Linked DNA regions of Macaca mulatta: region 1 is linked to region 2. A link is a contact called in public Hi-C data. All regions are on one chromosome and are shown on one strand. The core of a region is the stretch at or near the end of the contact, and the rest is flanking DNA. Distances in the headings are between cores, read along the strand shown.

The links. A called contact is a pair of places that touch in the nucleus more often than the background predicts.
Region 1: a contact with region 2 is called in a Hi-C map of cortical neurons, with 4 times the contacts expected there. The contact joins the enhancer-like site here to the promoter of RAPGEF1 in region 2. A contact is called at or near these places in 4 of 14 Hi-C or Micro-C datasets (blood, cortical neurons, fetal cortex germinal zone and 1 more).

What each region holds. Positions count from the first base shown.
Region 1 is chr15:15,895,507-15,898,259 of T2T-MMU8v2.0, forward strand. All of the region lies in intron 11 of RAPGEF1 (Rap guanine nucleotide exchange factor 1), which reads left to right. Among named protein-coding and RNA genes, the nearest start is that of UCK1, 86 kb to the right of the region's middle. Within about 2 kb of position 1,480, at least 16 of the 40 cell types and tissues checked have an H3K27ac peak or open chromatin away from gene starts, as enhancers often do. A contact at or near this core is called in cortical neurons, fetal cortex germinal zone and fetal cortical plate, where this site is marked.
Region 2 is chr15:15,768,030-15,770,729 of T2T-MMU8v2.0, forward strand. RAPGEF1 (Rap guanine nucleotide exchange factor 1) reads left to right here and starts at 1,331. Exons shown (of 24, transcript XM_077967461.1): 1 at 1,331-1,416; 2 at 1,505-1,665. The coding sequence starts at 1,605.

The DNA of each region.
Region 1 (2,753 bases), core at 230-2,729, 130 kb after region 2:
ATCACTTGAGCCCAGGAGTTCGAGACCAGCCTGAGCAACACAGCAAGACCCCATCTCTACAAAATCCAAAAAATTAATTGTACCTGGTGACACATGCCTATAGTCCACCCTTTTTGAGAGGCTAACGCAGGAGAATCAGTTGAGCCCAGGAGGTCGAGGTGACAGTGAGCCATGACCGTACCACTGCACTCCAGCCTGGGTGACAGAGCGAGACCCTGTCTCAAAAAAAGAGAGGAAGAAAAAGATCTTTCCTACTTTCTTGCTAAGGCAACACAGGACCCACCCCTAGTCCTTTTTCCATGCCAGGACTATAATAGAGAGAAGGTGTCACTGAAAACTGGTGCCTTTTCTAAGTATTTTACTTGTGAGAAAAACAAAACTGCTGCCTGGCCAGCTTCAGGCAGCTTTGCCTTTTAATGAATTGGCCACACGCTCGCATATGAGGTCATCGGCCTCCAGCATCGTTTTGACTCCCTTTCAGGGTTGTGTTTCCAAAGGAGCTGGTTGCTGATTCCACCTTTTCCCTGCCTGTCCTGCCGCACTCTGGCCAGTGCACCCCTCTCTGCATCCTGGCTTATGGATCAAGTCTCAGCTCACTGGGCTTTGCATGCCTGGCGTCATAAAGCACTCAGCTAAGGAACTCTCTGCAGAGTTGGTGAGGCTGTACCCTGCAGAACTATGGGATCGCATGGTTAGGGTCTGTCTCATGTCCGGGATACACTCAGTATTTCAGAAAACACGAACTGATTGTGATATCAGCCATCCCCACACCACCTCTTACCAGCTGTGTTATTAGGCACGTGGTCTCCTCTCCCAGCCTCAGTATTTTCATCAGTTATAAGAACCGTAAGGCACTGTGTGTAGGTTAATTGAGATGATTCATGCAACGCCTCATCTGCCCAGCAGGAAGATGCAGTAGGAGTAGTTGTTCTCTTCCTCGTGAGGCAATCCCTGCTGTGTTTCGACTGACTGTGTGACCAGGGCTGACGTTGGGGGCCAGACACCCCCTCTCCTAACTGGCACCCCTAGATCTTCTGCAGAAGTTTGCAAGTCTCAGACAGGCAGCCCTTCCCGTTCTAAAATCCTCAGCCCAAACAGTCTTATTCTGGCTATAAATAAAAGTTCCTGCTACACAGAGAGCAGCAGCTCGTCAGAAGCAAAGCCGGGCACGAGCCAGATCCTAAAATAAACCCCCGGCTGTGGTGAGGCGGCGTTTCTGTGGAACGGCCCTCCCTGCCTTTCTCCCTGCCCCTGTGGGTAAGTGTGATCATAAGGGGCTGGAAGTATTGCTCTGGAGAATCGGTAGAGATGGGGGCCTGTTGAAAATGGTGTGACCATGAGCCCCGATGCAGCTGCTGGCATCTGCAGAGCCCAAGGGGCACAGCAAGGGCTTCATGGTGATCAGAAGGCTTTCCCTGTGTCTCCCTGCCCCGTGAAGGTACCTTTCCAGTTTGGCTCTTGTCCCAGCATGACTGCATAGCTTGAATACCAGAGTGTGAGCTCACAGCTGCAGATGGAGGGCCAGGGCAGGCCAGGCCAGGCCCCTTTGTCCAAGAGAGGCCAACTCTCCTTCCTTTCTCCTTGGTAGCTGCCCCCTCCTTGGCAGTCCACACCCCAGGTCGTTTCCCTGAGCCTCCCTCCCCAGTGTCTGGACCTGAACCCATGCAGTGGGTGAAGTTTGTCTCTTACCCATCCACGCTCAAAACTGAGCCGCTGCTGTGAGTCAGGCAATATTCTAGGCATCTTAATTAATAATACGGTGCCTAGACTATGTATTAGGTGCCTACTAAAATACGTATCAGCAAATACGTATTAGGTCCCTACTGAATGCCCCAGTGCTGTTATTTCGAGCAGTTCCTGGGATTGTTTGGAGGGCAGGAGAAGACAGCTGCTGCTGGCCGAGAGGTCGCCCACACCAGCAGCACGCGGAGGACCTGCCTGTAGCGCTCTGCGTCTCACGGAACGTCCGCAGAAACCTTGTGGGAGAGGGGCTGCTTTCATCCCCGTTTTAAAGATGAACAGCTTCAGCTAAGGCTCAAGAAGTTCAGTCACTTCTACTAGGGCACACAGGCAGAGATGCCACGAGGGGCAACTGGAGACCGTGCAGTCAGCAGCTGCCCTGTGCCCTCTCCCGGAAGAGGCACCACGCTGTGGGAGTCTGCCCCTCACCTCGTTGAATTAAAACCCGCTAAACACACCGTGTGGTTGGTTAGGAAGACACTTCTCCAACTTAGTACATTTTGTGATGACACAAAAGCCATTTGTGTGTGTGTAAATCAGGTGCTAGTTATTGCAGGGCACGTGTAAGCACAGAGTGACTTTACATGGCGCCAATGAGGCTGTGTCAAGACTCCAGAAGGAGCTGGCCTGGAGCATGACTCTTAAACTAGGCGGCAGCAAGACAAGGTGAGCGGGAAGTGTTTAGCAAATCTCATGGCAGTGTCTGGGTGTTGGGAACGAACATCTGGCCGATCTGAGAATTTGGGCTCCTGCAAAAGATTGAGCCACTCCCTGAAACAGTCATGCAAGGGTTTCCTGAAGGCGGCACGCCGTCCTACCGCTCAGCCAGTGCATCCCGCTCGCTGTCTTCTCTGTGGACCTTCCCAGCCAGCGAGGGAGCCTTGCTGTGTGCAAGCGTCCTCCAGAGATGCGATGGAAAACCCAGAAAGCCAAGCCCTTCACCCCACTGCCATCCCAGGAAGGCCCAGAGTGAGCTCCCAGGCCTGCAGCGCCATCCTGGGTAATTGCTGTGA
Region 2 (2,700 bases), core at 81-2,580:
ATTTTTAGTAGAGATGGGGTTTTGCCATGTTGGCCAGGATGGTCTTGATCTCCTGATCTCGTGATCCACCTGCCTCGGCCTCCCAAAGTGCTGGGATTACAGGCGTGAGCCACCGTGCCCGGCCACGACTTTTAATGAACTCATTTCCACACTAGAAAAGTTCCACAGCTGAGCCCCAGGGAGCCCATCTGGGTGTCAAATAAGCAGGGCAGGCAGGGTGTGCTGTGTCCCTGAGGGAGTTGGGCCCAGGTCAGCATGGGGGCTCTAGGTCTCAGGGAACATTTAGGCCTGAGTGGGGCCGACCCCAGCCCTGGACAGGTGGCTGTCGCTGACAGGGTGGCTGAATCCCATGTGAGGGGCTGGGGTGAGGAATGAATCCTCCGCCTTGGCATGGACCTTGGGCCAGCAGAGGGCTTTCATGCCAGAGTGGAGTCATTCCCTGGCTTGGAGCCTCTGGGCTGGCAGGAGGTCCTATGAGGCCACTCCCAGGCCCTGGTGTGGGGTCTCCCGTTAAGAAGGGGGTGCGGGCAGGGCACGGTGGCTCACACCTATATGTAATTCCAGCACTTTGGGAGGCCGAGGTGGGTGGATCACGAGGTCAGGAGATTGAGACCAGCCTGGCCAACATGGTAAAATCCCGTTTCTACTAAAAGTACAAAAATTAGCTGGGCATGGTGGCATGTGCCTGTAATCCCAGCTACTCGGGAGGCTGAGGCAGCAGAATCGCTTGAACCCGGGAGGCAGAGGTTGCAGTGAGCCAAGATCGCGCCACTGCACTCCAGCCTGGCGAGAGAATGAGACTCGGTCTCAAAAACAAAAAACAAACAAACAAAAAGGAGTGCTGCGTCTCTGGTTTGGGGGTGTCAGGACAGGCTCCCAACCAGCAGAGCTTGTTGGGTCCTGGTGAGAGTGAGTTCCAGGCCCTGGCGTGGAGCCTCTGGCCCACAGGGGATGCTGGGTCTGGGATGATGCTAGGGTTGGGAGGGTGTCAGTTCCACGCCCTGAGGCGGAAGATCTGACCCAGGAGAGGTCTCTGTGTCTCTGGTGAGGGGGCAGGCCAGGCTCTGGGCAACCGAGGACCCTGGGTTGGAGCTGTCAGTCCCAGGTCTGGACCTGGTGACTCTAGTCCCACAGCAGAGGAATGCGGAGTCCCAGGTGGGGTCGGCCCCAGGCCCCAGGCCTCAGGCCCCGGCGTGGGGACTCCGGCTCGGCAGGGGGCGCTGCGTCTCGCGCGTCGCAGCAGGAGGCTCGGGCGGCTCCGGGCCCACAGGGGGCGCTGTGGCGGTGCGGCGGGCGCCCGGCAGGTGGCGCTGTGGCCGTGGCCGCGGCCGAGGCCCGGCAGGCGGGCGGGCGGCGGCGCTGCGCTGCGGCCGGCTCGCGGGCCGGGGGAGCAGCGGCGGGCGCGCGAGAGGCGGAGCGGCGGCGGCGGCGGGCGCGGCGGGAGCGGCTGGGCCCGGGCGGGCTGGAGCGCGGTCGCCGAGCGGAGGGCCGCGGCCGCGCGGAGCCCGCCATGCCGGCGCGGGTCTGAGGCGTGGCGAGCCAGGGCCGAGGCAAGCGGCGGGCGCGCCGCCCCTGTCGCCCCGCGGCGGCCCGGCCCGGGCCCGATGAGCGGCGGCCTCGGCCTCCGGCGCAGCCCGGAAATGTCCGGCAAGATCGAGAAAGCAGGTGAGGCGCGGGCGCGGGGCGGCTCCCTCCGGCCGGGCCCGGCCCGGCGGTTCCGCCGCTACCCGGGCCGAGCGCGGGTCCCCCGGGATGCGCGGCCCTGCGTGCGCCGGGGCGGGGTGAAGCCACCGAGGCCTCGTCAGGACGCCTGGCAGACTCTCCTCCAGGCCCATTCCCTGCCGGGCGCGGGGGGAAGCGGCCGTTGCGGGGACGCCGGGGGTCGGGCCGGGCGTGGCCCCTGCAACCCGGGGCCGGGCGCGCGAGCCGCTCCGCGGTCCCCGGGAACTTCCGAAAATGGCTCGAGCCCCAGGCAGGGGAAGAACAGCCCGGGCCGCGTGTTGCTGCGGCTGCAACTCTCCGTGCCCGGCCTGGGCTCGGCGCTCGGAAGGTGAACTGAGCTGAGCTGTAAAATGTGTCATTTCTAACGAGCCTTGAGTTTAAATTTAACCAGACGCGTCCACTTCGGTTGCTTCAAAGGAAGCAGGCTGGATGAGTGGAGGCATTTTAAGGATACAGTCAAGTTTCCCCTCCCCACCCCGATCAAGCCCAGCCCTGCAAGGAGGGCAGGTGGGGGGCCGGTGGGTTGATGTAGATGATAAATCTTCATGCAGATCTCGTCTCTTTGTGTGTTCCTAGAAATCTAGGGGAGTTACCTTTCCAGTCCCTGGGTTTGCCTGTCCTGGAAATAGAGTCTCGAAAGATTCAATGACTGTCGCGCATATGGGGCCCCAGGCTTCATTAGCCTGCGGCACCTTGCAGGGCAAATGTGAATCCATGGGTCTAAGGTGAAGTGGGCGGGTGTTCCTGGGCTCCTGTACTGGGAGCGTGTCCTGTGGTCATAAGCCAAGTACCAGGTTAGCTTGGCGTCTGAATTAGGGAAAGCAGATTTTTAGGGAGCTGCAAAGGAGGTCTGTGGCTTTGATTTTGGAAGTTGCTTGTGTTTCCTGGGTTGAATCTGGGATACTCTGGTGGGGTGAACCCCTGCAGCGGACCCACAAGGCAATATGACTTTTGCAGGCTGTGGTTGAAGCACAGAAG